Linked DNA regions of Oncorhynchus kisutch: region 2 is linked to region 1. The links are chromatin contacts, called in public Hi-C maps. All regions are on one chromosome and are shown on one strand. Each heading gives the region's core, a stretch centred on a gene start, on an enhancer-like site or on the middle of the called end of the contact. The rest is flanking DNA. Distances are from core to core; before and after follow the strand shown. Region 1 holds the start of hoxd3a (homeobox D3a). Region 2 holds the start of LOC109866899 (heterogeneous nuclear ribonucleoprotein A3).

The links. Hi-C and Micro-C count contacts between places; a contact is called where the count stands out from the background.
Region 2: a Hi-C map of muscle shows a contact between it and region 1, with 4 times the contacts expected there. The contact joins the promoter of LOC109866899 here to the promoter of hoxd3a in region 1. A contact is called at or near these places in 2 of 2 Hi-C or Micro-C datasets (liver and muscle).

Annotation. Positions count from the first base shown.
Region 1 is chrLG2:44,248,317-44,251,488 of Okis_V2, reverse strand. hoxd3a (homeobox D3a) reads right to left here and starts at 1,503. Exons shown (of 4, transcript XM_020455722.2): 1 at 1,237-1,503.
Region 2 is chrLG2:44,400,374-44,403,754 of Okis_V2, reverse strand. It overlaps LOC109866899 (heterogeneous nuclear ribonucleoprotein A3), which reads right to left and starts at 1,326. Exons shown (of 11, transcript XR_004203904.1): 1 at 1,198-1,326.

The sequences.
Region 1 (3,172 bases), core at 254-2,753:
AGTCATTTAAATGCTCCGCGTTTTGTCATTCGCAGGCCCCACTTTTATAGGCTGCCCTCGTTCCAGGCTTTCTCTCGTTTGCCGCATTGCAGTAAAGCTGTAAATACTTTCGCAGCTGCCTGTCAGGCAACAGTGAAATACTGTCTTTGTTCCGTTGCCCCCCATCTCAGGCAGCTGAAAACATCTATGAAAACTGCTTCTCTGGTGGGAAAGCTCAACAACTGCATTTCTGAAAGATTAACATTATATGTTGCATTTTTTTCCACACGTGTGTGTGTTACAACAGGACAAATTCAAATGTTCTAAACATCCATATCTGAAAATACAATGCAAATGGTTACCTTGTTTAGTTCAACTATATAACAATGTGTAGGTCTATTGTTGTTATTATATGGCCTATGGAGCAATAGCTTGAGTGTAACGATATATTCACAAGTAGGCCTACACAACGTCCTTGATAGAACGTGGAACTAATATTAAGACCATATCAGGTGACTTCATACAAATTCCATCATGCAGATATCCATTACCTCGCACAACAGTAATGACTTCGACTTCATGCACCAAAAGAGGACTAATGAATATAATTCACTTAGAAAATCGAACTGTCTAAAATCATCTGGCAGCCAGCTCCTCAAAACTCAATTAGGCTGCGTGTCACTTCAGAGACATTATACAATCAATTCTATATATATATATCAAACATACAGAAAGATACACATATATAACGAAAACATATAGACGGACAGACATACAGACAGACCGACAGATACTGTTCATACGCACAAACATCGAAAGAACCCATCCCTGCAAGCACTTCAAAGTTAGTAAACATTCGTTTTAGGCTACTGAAGCTAAATATGCGTCCTTATACATTAATCAGTTTGGCTAAACTAACATGAACACGTCAACCCATTGTCACAGCAAATTACAATTCAATCACACGTAGCCTATTGGTATAATACCGATCACAGTTTTATGCGTTCAGATTCACATGCAATGTTAAATGTAAACGTTCATTGGTGTTGACTCATAATACATGCATAACAGCAGTTTTAGTTATATAAACTTATCTTAAACATGTGTCTTTTGGCTTTAGTCTCTACATGTCATCTCGACTGAGGTTCTGATTAGCCTATACTGCTAATATACCCTGGTGCAACGAGACAGGAAGTAGCATAGAGAAATTCAATCAACAACCATTCTAACATGATGTTTGTAACATTAAATGCTTACCTAATGCAGTTGGGTAATCCATGTGTTTTCTTGTGGTGACTCTGTATAAATAATACATGATGTTACAGTGAAACTATACGGATGATGAACAGCAGAGGCTCTCCTTTCGATGTTCGGTATGCACACAGGAAGAAACGCTAGCCCTGACAAGTCAAGTAAATAACTATATAGTTATCGAGGATCTGGTAGGTTCACACTTTCATTCGGGCAATAATAAGGCAAATTTTGAGCGAGTGTAGGCTGAGCGTTTTGGTTGGGGACGGTATAGCAGCAGAATGCAGAGAAAAAACCGCTTGGGAAATCAGGAAAAGGGCCATGGAGACGTTTGCCTCTTGCACATGACCAGTGGCATCCAATGACAGGCGATAGAGGCACATAAAAAGGTCTATTACCAAGTTGTAAATTCTCCTCTCACAAAAAGAAATTTCGACTGCAGCAATTCACCCTGTTTTGCGCATAATGGCGGGGGCCATTCCCCATTTCTTCTCAGAAAGCTTTGCTTGAAAATCTCATTTGGAAAGTTAACGAACAATACCCCTGCTTCTTGAATTGAAATTGTACATGTTAGATTTTAACCGCAGAATAACCACATTTGCTAGTTTTGAGTCAGAAGATTCGTGCATACGGAATATATTATTTTTTCTAACATTATAATAACATAGATATTACCATGTTGACGAGCATAAACATCAGTTATACTAAACATGTTGAGTAAATGTCGAGCCTAAATATTTCATACAGCTAATAAACTATATTCTAGAATAGGTCAATGGTTGTAATAAAGTACATTTGGTCTTATATAACAGGAAACATGAGGCCAACATAGTATTTTTTTGTTCATGAGGCCAACATAGTATTTTTTTTTGTAAAAACAAGATACAAAATAATAATGAAAACCTTCATTGGCACTGGCACTATGCAATATTTTGACCACTAATCAAAGATAATCTTTTCATTAGCAACATTTCCGTTGTGGCTAAATGTATGTCTTGCGTTGGTTACAATGTCGCATAACGCATAACACATGTATTAACTAAGATATTTGAAAGAAAATAAATCGATAGAGGAAGATCTATAGGATCTTCCCACCGAAACAAATTCGACCAGGCTCAATGTGGTGTTGAAATAGGGTAGAACAAATAAATACATGAAATCAGCCCCAAAATTGAAATGTGGTATTTATTGAGAAGAAAAAAACTCTTTAGACCTACTAAGCTATGCATGCGGTTCGGTTGTAGTCCTCACACACCTTTTTGGCCAGACTATCATCCTTTACTCCTAGGATATTAAAATCATAAAATTATCTGTTCTAACTAACAAGTTATACTTGTGGGCCTATTTTTCATATATTGAATTCATAAAGGTGAAATAAAGGACCATGATTGAATATTTACGCAAATATAGGCTACCTAAACACATTAATAGAGCACACATGCACGTATTATTAAGGCAAACCAAATGTATCCCTATTAGTCCAGGGAATCAAGGACTATGATTTTTTAAAGACTATTACGCATTATGTCATAAGATGTTAAAAAAATAAATAATAATACTATAATGTATTTTGGCGTATTAATCAATGCTCAGTATTTTCTTGGGGAAACTAAGCAACAAAGAAATATAAACTTACATTACATGTGTATGTTATTATTATTATTAGTAGTACAATTCATTGTAGCAGTCTTTCGTTCATGATAGTACCAATGTGCTTCGGGTCTGTAAAGACAGCGAGAAGGCAGTGTACACAAAAGGCCTTTAGGATGTTTTCGTGTGTGTATTTCAGCGTGATTCGGCTGGGCATGGGTATGCGTAATGCGTGCGTAAAATGGGGATTGTATTCTGTTGCATTCTATTGTTGTGTTTCAGTGGGATTGGTACCATTGGAGACAGCATTTTTTAAATGGTAAACTCATTTTCTTATTATGGGGTCGACACA
Region 2 (3,381 bases), core at 77-2,576, 150 kb before region 1:
CAGTGACAAAATGATAGCTAGCTAACTTTAGCACAGCTGCGTTTCTAACTTTTGGCTAGAAAATTTCATTGTGCTAGTCAGAGTTCTACAGTTACAATGTTGCAGTAATTTTGATTTGTAGAATGATGGAATGTCTCCACAGTCCGACAAGTGTTTCAATGTATCATTCATTGGGATACATAGCCTGTCCTACAGTTTAGGTCTATGCTTTAGCTACAGACTGTAAAACCAGATAATGTGATTTAACCAAACATTGTTTAGTATGCATTATACTGGGAGTTACAGGTTTGGTACCGTTTGGTGTAGCACATAATTTGACCAAATTTAGCAATATGGTCTTAGAATCTTGGAAACTGGAGTCAAATAAAATGTCCTTGACCATTTGAATTTAGAACATTCTCCATTATTAAAATAAAATGACTCCATTAAGTAATCAAACCACATGTACTCCGCCATCTTGTCCATTTCAAGTATTCTCTTGTTAATCGAGACAGGTGTCTGTCATGACATGCGGCACTTTGGGGTGGATCCACCTGCCTCAATCAATGAATGAAGACTTGAAAAAGACAAGATGGCGGCGTACACACGCCTCACATTGTTGGATTCCTTTATGGCGCAAAACATTTTTTTTTTTTTTTTATTATGACAGAGCATTTTCTAAATTCAAACAGACCTCCTGCAACTGGACAATTACATTTTATGAGACCCCGGTTTCGACGAATCGTTAAGGTTGGTCGAAAATTCTGTTACACCAAACAGTAACGTTATGCCTACCCAACGTTAACCTGTAACACCCAGTATACCGGATACCAATTTTGGGGTTTACATCACATTGTCTGGTGTTACAATCTGTAGCTAAGGCTTGACCTACAATTTTGGCCTATGTATTCCACTGAATGATACATCCAAGTACTTGTTTGATGTGGATACGTTCTATAAACAAAAAAAACTGCAACACTGTAACCGTAGAACTCTTGACTGGCATGATCATTTTGCTAGCCAAATGTTGAGAAACGCAGTGGCGCTAACGTTAGCTAGCTAACGTTAATGTTGCCTTCCTAAAAATGCTGTTAGAATCATGTGCATATTATGTCGCTGCATCATTTTCAAAGACCTGTTTGCTCATAATACACTTTACATTGTTACGTGCAACGCAAATATATGCAGACACCGATAAACAATCAACATATTTATCACCTCCATTTTGCGAAGTATTCTCTTTCCTTGGTTCTGAGAAGAAAGGAAGCTACTGCACCACGTGATAGGAAGTCTGAACTGGTCGTGCAGTCGTTAACTGATCCAGGATCGGTTTTACCATAATGAACCGGATAGGCAAGTTGATTTGATCTAAGATCAATCATTCAGAGTAAATGTATTCAGCTGCATAGTATACCTTTTTATTTAAATGTCCAATGATACAAGTGAAATATTTTTATTATAATGTATAATCTTTAACATTTGTGATGACTTTGTAGGCTAATCATACCGTGTACGTGCCATGTGAAACAAAGAAGTTGTCTGCTATCTAGTGGACACTGAAGGCAATGTACCAGAATAGCCACAGCTGATTGTTTTTCCCTTAGACATTAACCAGGTTTTTCCGTATTTTTCCATAACTACAAAGCAAAATAAATATTTTGTGCATTTTAACTTGTTTGTTGCAGATCTATGGTTCATGAATACAGATATTTTTTTATTAAAATAAAATGAAGGGAAATGCAACTGTTTTTCAGTATTTGTAACACTTTTTTAAAATAGCAGACAATTTGCACTTGCATTAAAATGTGTATCTGAATACTCGTAAGTTAATGTTTTGGATTTGACCACTGTCAGCGTTTGACATTGGACAGTACAACTTGAATATGCTATTGCCATCAGCTGCTTCACCATAAATATAGAATCTTGTTGAAAATCAGACCTGGACAAGTATCCATGTACTGTTTTATTGGATGGAATAATGTCTGGCATTACCATTACAGGGTGCCAGGAAAAAATACAGCCCCAATAAAAATGACAATATTTCACTGTCATTAACCTTCATTTCTATTTATTGCCTATTTAGAGTTGTAGTGTGGTATGTCTTTGTTTTTGGTTATTACAGTGTTGTTATATTATAGATGGTATTATTGTACCGTTTTTAAGTAAAAAATCATTCCAACTACAGAGACTAATTATATTGTTATAGCGTAGCATTTTATTAAGACAGTTGTTACAATGGATGAAAACAAGGATTCTATAGCCATGAATGAAATAAGTCCCGTGTTCCACCCTTCACTCTGACACTGTCGATTGCATATCACCTGTGTTTGTTCCAGCACATTTATTTCTTAATTAAACTGGTAATGAGATTGAGGCCTGGTAACATTATTTCTGCTTCAGAGCTTTCCCTAAATTAAGGAACAGTAATAGTTGACCAGTTGCATCACCGCCTGGTATGGCAACTGCTCGGCATCTGACTATAAGGCGCTACAGAGGGTAGTGCGTACAGCCCAGTACATCACTGGGGCCAAGCTTCCTGCCATCCAGGAACTATATACTAGGCGGTGTCAGAGGAAGGCCCAAAACACTGTCAGACTCCAGTCACCCAAGTCATAGACTGTTTCTCTGCTACCGCATGGCAAGGGGTACTGGAGTGCAAAGTCTAGGTCCAAAAGGCTCCTTAATAGCTTCTACCCCCAAGCAATAAGACTGATGAACAATTAATCAAATGGCCACCCATAAGCATTTCACAGTAAGGTCTACACTTGTTGTATTTGACACGTGACAAATACAATTTTATTTGTTTGGTACCAGGAGTTCTCGCCTTTGGGTGTAGGAGTTGGCAAATACTCTGCATGCTACCACAACAATGGTTACTTTATTGAGGCTATAGATCTCAATGATTATTTTGTTTTATTCTGAATGTCATCGAAATGGGAAAAAGCCTCTGTCTTGTGTTGATTTTGAACAATCTGTAACATTGGCATTGATTTTTTTTTTTTGGGGGGGGGGGGGTTCTCATTTGCCCATAGCACCAGCTAAGAAGTAAAACATTAACGCCTGATCAAATGTTGTGCAGGGGGAACAGCCAAGGATAGCCCAGCAGTCATAAACAATGTCTTGCTGCCCAGTCCAAGCCCATTCCAACCGCTGCTGTTTGAGGGGAGCAGCAGATGTGAGGAGATTTGTCGAATTCATGCTGTCAAAAACCAGGCAGTCAGTCATACCCTGGTGCGATTGAAGGAGGAAACGCTCCCAACAAGCATTTTAGAGGCCTGGAACAGGAGTTGGCTTTACACTGGGCTCAACATTACTTCAACGGAGTGACGTGACCATTGTCAGAATTTGTTTTCTCCTGATGCTACATATGCATTTTCCAACTTTGTCTATTTGACGTTGGTG